Regions from separate parts of the Drosophila melanogaster genome. Here region 2 is linked to region 1. The links are chromatin contacts, called in public Hi-C maps. All regions are on one chromosome and are shown on one strand. The core of a region is the stretch at or near the end of the contact, and the rest is flanking DNA. Distances in the headings are between cores, read along the strand shown.

Region 1 (2,801 bases), core at 92-2,591:
GCTCACTGTGGAAGTTGCCCAACTGGCGGCTCATTAGGGGAGCCGGCTCTAGATAGTTATTGCCCTCAGTACGGCCCATATTTACGGACACCGAATGAGCGGAGTTAACCCTTTCTCGTTCGCCCTGCACAAAGGCATCTGTATTCACCGCGTTGATGTAGCGCTGAAACATCGGATACAGCTGCTCGGCATTGTGGACTCGAAACGTGTAGATCCCTGGCCCAGACATACACCTACGTCCTGCTTCGAAGGAGAAGAGATCGTTATTCAACCCATAACGTCGGAGGTGTTGCAGTGCCCAGACAATGGGCTCACAGCCAGGCGACTGGAATATTAGTTCCCGGGGCGTTAGCTCCAGGTAGCCACTCCGGATGATGGGCGTACCCGGGGTGGGTTGCAGGTGAGCCACTCGCACTCGAAACACATTCTCATGACCGCGCAGCTCATTTAACTTGCTGCTGCTGGTGATGCAGCCCATGGTGTTGCACTGAAAGACGGAGTATTATGCATTGAAGGATTATCCACTCCAGTCATGTACAGTGCCTATTGAAATGCACACCTGGACAGGCAAGTCCGCCTGGCTGTTATCGCAGCGGGCATGGAAGAAATCGCAGGCCGATAAGAGCACCACCCACCGCCTCCACCAGCTGAAATCAGCTACCCAGTGGAACTGGAGGCTCTGGGGTGCAGTCGAATTGTGTTGCTGTTATCCTGGTTGACTCCTCCTGCTTTGGTTAACTCCTGATCGACGGGACTGCTGGCTGATTGTTGTTATTTGGCCACGGAAATTCCGTTCTTGTGGTATAAAATTTCTTCTGCGACTTTTCCCCTCGCCCGACAGAACGCAATTGTGAGCAACGGGCATGCTAACTTGATTTTCGCAAAAAGACTTACAAGAAACGCTTTTTAAAAAAGTAAACGGAAAATCAAAGACAAATTACAAGTAATTACACTTAAAGAATGAAAAACTAGTTTAGCCAAGTTTAAGCCAAGGAAATATTAATATTTCAAAATTTATAGAAAAATATTGCAAATGTCAGCTTAATAGAAGTTTTCTCTCGTTTAATAGAATAATCTTGAAGATTTCTTACGTCGTAATTTTTACGTTTCTGCAAATGTTTACTGCAATTAACAAGTAATAAATAGGATTCAGATGTAAACAAATATAATTTATAAAAAAATTTTAAGTTAAGGCATTTTAGTCATCTTAATTGTATGGTTAACCATTTGGCGGAACATCAACTTTGTGGACAGCACTATAACTAGACCCGAAGCCCTAACGCGTTCTAACTGCGAAAACATCCTAACGCGACGTAAATACCAGACCCGAGCGGACATTTTTTATTTGTGGAGCGCGCAACAAGAACGAGAAAAGAAACCGAAACGGAAAGCAGGCAAAAAGAGCTGCTGCCAGTGTAGAATCGCAAAGCAAAGAAAGAAGCAAGTGCGTGTGTTTTTAAACCGAAACCGAGAGAATCGAGCCAGGTAAATTCCACTTTAAGTCATAAGATCAGAACATAAAGGAGTTAATTTAAAAAAATAAATGAAAAAGAAACCAAAGCCAAGCAGGCAGACGGCTTGCGTGTGTGTGTGTGCGTGAGTGGTGCTACTTTTGAAATTCTCTATACCCGCTTTGAATTTCGTGTTTGTTTAAAGGAATTGTGATTGAAAAGGAGACAAAGAGTTATTGACGAAAAGTTTCTAACTGGTTTCAAAAATGGTAACTGTATTTGAGGCACAAGTGTTTGTAAAAGAGACGCCCGCCGACGCTCACACACACAGGCAGGAAAAAGGACGCCATGGAAGGCGGCTTAGTGTGCGTGAACGGTGAAGAATGGGAGAAGCGAAGACTAAAAGAGATATTTAAATGGAGTTTTATGCATTTAAGGAGAACTTTCTTTGTCATTAACCCCGCCCCCGCAAAATACAGCATTCGAATTTCGCCACCTTGGAGTAGTTGCCTTTTTACAAAATTTTTGGGTGTGCCGCCTTCAATGCGTCGGCGTTGCCACCACGTCGGCGTCCGCAGCAGCAGCGCAGGCAGTGACGGCGGCAGAGGCAAACACCATGCCGGTGTGGCTTTGTATCCGTATCCGTCTCGCTCTCTCTCTCTCTCTTTGTCTCTTCGGCTCAATCTAGCGCTCTCTCCTTTTTGTGCCTCGCCTTCCTTCGCCTCGCCCGCTCATCGCTCTGGTCCTTTGTGCCATCGCTTCGCCTTGACTTCTGGTTCATTGTCGTTGTCTCCTCTTTGTTTGCATTGTACGCCTGATTACACTTGCCAACATGTTTCTACCTTCTCAGCCAAACATCCTTGTGCAAGGTGCACGCACATAGCGAGTGCCCACTGTGGCCATTTGATCTTTGTATACGTTTCGATCCCTTTTGCGTCTCGGTTTACTCAGATTATCGATACGAGGAGGATCGTCTTTTTGTTTTTCCTACACTTTTGTTGCGAAAAACTGCGTCGCACTTTCTGCAGCGTCGGTTTGTCAGTTCGTCCGTCCGTCCGTCACTCAGTCGTTCAATCGCTCAATCGCAGACGGGCAGACAGCCACCGCCCTAACTGGCGTCGCCTACATGTCTTTGTGTGTGTGGTGTATGTGCTTGCGTGCCTGGGGTAGTGTGCCTGTGTGCGTGCCTCGCTGCATGTGTGAGTCCTTTACGAATGGAGTGGGTGGGCAGAGGCCGAGGAGGAAGAAGCAGAAGCGCAATCACAAGATTTTCGATTGTCAACTGCAATTTATACTACTGCTAAGAGAATTTTATGATCTACTTGCAACGCTGAATGCTAATGCCTTAAA
Region 2 (2,801 bases), core at 225-2,724, 290 kb after region 1:
TGGCACGTGTTCAATGTCTTTTCGAGCTGTTTGCTATACTATTTACTTAATAAAGTATTATTACCTTCATAAGCTGCACTACCAACTATCAATCAGTAGCAAGTTATGGAAAACGTCATTATGACAGTACAAAAAATATTTCAACTTATATAAGTAAATTTAAAAATTTATATATTATTGAGTTCAGCTTTTTGTCACATGTTTAGAGAGAGGATCTTATATCTATATATGCTTTATCTAAGTTACTGCAATTGCAAACTTACCGGGGTCGTGCAACTCCTGCTCCATCTTCTCCACCTTGTTCACCTTCATTAACTGCTGGTCATCCGTGACACTCAGATCCTGCGGATGCTTCATCATGCTTCATAACCAGTATTTTTACTTTTTATTTACAAGTGGGTCGGGAAGATCCAATCACATAGTAATGAAGTAATGACCGGCAACTGTAAGTGGAAAAGGCAATCGATAAGCTGTCGTATTTCAATCTACTACTGGCTAAAACAACAGAAGGCGGGCCGAACATATTAAATTTTTAATGATGACCCGCTAATCGAGCGAAGTATCACCTGTAAATCTACAAAACGGTATATACAAAATGGCTATTTGTCGTTTGTGCACACAATGTAGGTGTCAACTCGAGTGGCCGACAACCAAACGCTTCACATTACATTTCCCCCATCAGATATTTTTGGTGGGGGGGGAGGTGTCATTTTGTTTTACGATCCCATATCAGCAATATGCCCGACACACACCTGTACTAGGGATAGTAATACTTTTATAAAGCAAAGCTCTACGTACACTCCCCCTTCGAATATCAAAACAGTCCAAAAGGTAACACGTACACGTAAAGCTCCAAAAAATACCAGAAATCATAATCTTCAATGCTTTATTGACTAGCAGATAAAAAACACTCATTCTCGCAAAATAAAAAAGGGAAAAAAAAACAGGTAAAAAAAGAGAATTGACTGTTTGCGATAACGCGAAAACAGAATTTCTGTTTATCGGCCCTTTATTGTTTCTCATCATTATGCGAGTTTTTGCGATTTTCGGTCGAGTGCCAGAAAGGCCGATAAGCCCCATGGACTGTATGGGTTCTATTGCACTGGGTACCTCTGTATCACTCTTTGATTTCTCCCTCTTATCGCTTATCAGGGGGCAGCTGACGTAGACCCCCTCGTTTGCATTGTCAATTCGTGACCTTTGAACCCCGGTGACTTTCACGATTCGCCGAAATGGCGCCGAAAACAACACAAATAGAACTCTTTTATAAGCTTATAAATTTCCGGGAAAAAGCTGATATACTTTGTTTACCTTAATACTCCGATTCTATTAAATAACAATCTAAGTATAGGTAAATTAAAGTCGCATACATATGTAAATATATTGTTGTTCTAACTTATACATATCAATATAATTTGTTTATAAATTTACATCGCGTCTTGTCTTCTTCGATTTACACTTCATTTTGGGATCACACAATTGACAAGCAAAATCACTCACAACGCTTTTGTTAGCAGTTGAAATCAACTGTGTGAAATATTTTTTTTGAAAATAAATTTTTTTTTAGAAATTTTAAGACCAAAGACAAAATTGAAAAATGTGTTCACGCGATACGGCGTCAAATCAATTGATTGACTATAAGAACAATGACTCCGAGGTGCAAAGGGAGATCACGACATCCAGTGGAACTCCAGTTGGCGTCAAGGATGCCATACAGACGGTGGGACCAAGGGGTCCTGCCCTGCTGCAGGATTTCCAGTTCCTCGACGAGGTGATGCACTTCGACTCGGAGCGGATTCCCGAACGGGTGGCCTACGCCAAGGGAGCCGGCGCCTTTGGTTACTTCGAGTGCACCCATGACATTTCAAAATTCTGTGCAGCCTCCATATTCGATAAGGTTAGAAAACGAACTGCCGTCGCGATGAGATTCTCGGTGGCCTGCGGTGAACAGGGATCTGCGGATACGGTACGTGAACAGCGCGGATTTGCCGTCAAATTCTACACCGACGACGGCATCTGGGACATTGTGGGTTGCAACATGCCCGTGCATTATGTCCGGGATCCCATGTTGTTCCCCAGCTTGGTTCATGCCCAAAAGCGCAATCCCCAGACCCACCTGAAGGATCCGGACATGTTCTGGGACTTCATGACCCTGCGTCCGGAAACCCTGCATGCCCTGCTCATGTACTTTAGCGATCGGGGAACCCCAGATGGCTATCGCCACCTGCACGGATACGGTGTGCACACCTACCGCATGATCAATGCCAGTGGGGAGACGCAATACGTTAGGTTCCACTTCAAGACGGACCAGGGCATCAAGAACCTGGACGCCCGACGATGCGAGGAGCTGATGTCCCACGATCCGGACTATGCCATCAGGGATCTGTACAACTCGATCAAGAAGGGCAACTATCCCAGTTGGTCAATGTACATTCAGGTAGGAATTATATAGGTCTATATAATCGAGTACCTAGATCGAGAGCTCATTTATAACCACTAGGTGATGCTCAACGAGGAGGCGAAAAAGTGTCGTTTCAATCCGTTCGATGTGACCAAGGTATGGCCCCAGAAGGACTTCCCCCTGCTTCCAGTTGGCAAGATTGTTCTAGATCGCAATCCCACCAACTATTTCACAGAGGTGGAGCAGCTGGCCTTCAGTCCGGCCCACATGGTGCCGGGCATCGAGCCATCGCCGGATAAGATGCTCCAGGGTCGCCTCTTCGCCTACGGCGATTCGCAGCGCCATCGTTTGGGCGTGAACTACATGCAGATACCGGTGAATTGTCCGTACCGCGTGAATG

What was found. A called contact is a pair of places that touch in the nucleus more often than the background predicts.
Region 2: a contact with region 1 is called in a Hi-C map of the S2 cell line, with 2.0 times the contacts expected there. A contact is called at or near these places in 6 of 107 Hi-C or Micro-C datasets (the Kc167 cell line, the S2 cell line, ovary and 1 more).

What each region holds. Positions count from the first base shown.
Region 1 is chr2L:8,414,402-8,417,202 of dm6, forward strand. Akap200 (A kinase anchor protein 200) reads left to right here and starts at 1,342. Exons shown (of 5, transcript NM_001298823.1): 1 at 1,342-1,485. It overlaps CG13398, which reads right to left and starts at 855. Exons shown (of 2, transcript NM_001273323.1): 1 at 560-855; 2 at 1-487. The coding sequence starts at 478.
Region 2 is chr2L:8,704,098-8,706,898 of dm6, forward strand. It overlaps CatB (Catalase B), which reads left to right and starts at 1,475. Exons shown (of 2, transcript NM_001273339.1): 1 at 1,475-2,437; 2 at 2,501-2,801. The coding sequence starts at 1,598. It overlaps Hnf4 (Hepatocyte nuclear factor 4), which reads right to left. Exons shown (of 8, transcript NM_164834.2): 2 at 264-443. The coding sequence starts at 360. It also overlaps asRNA:CR44992.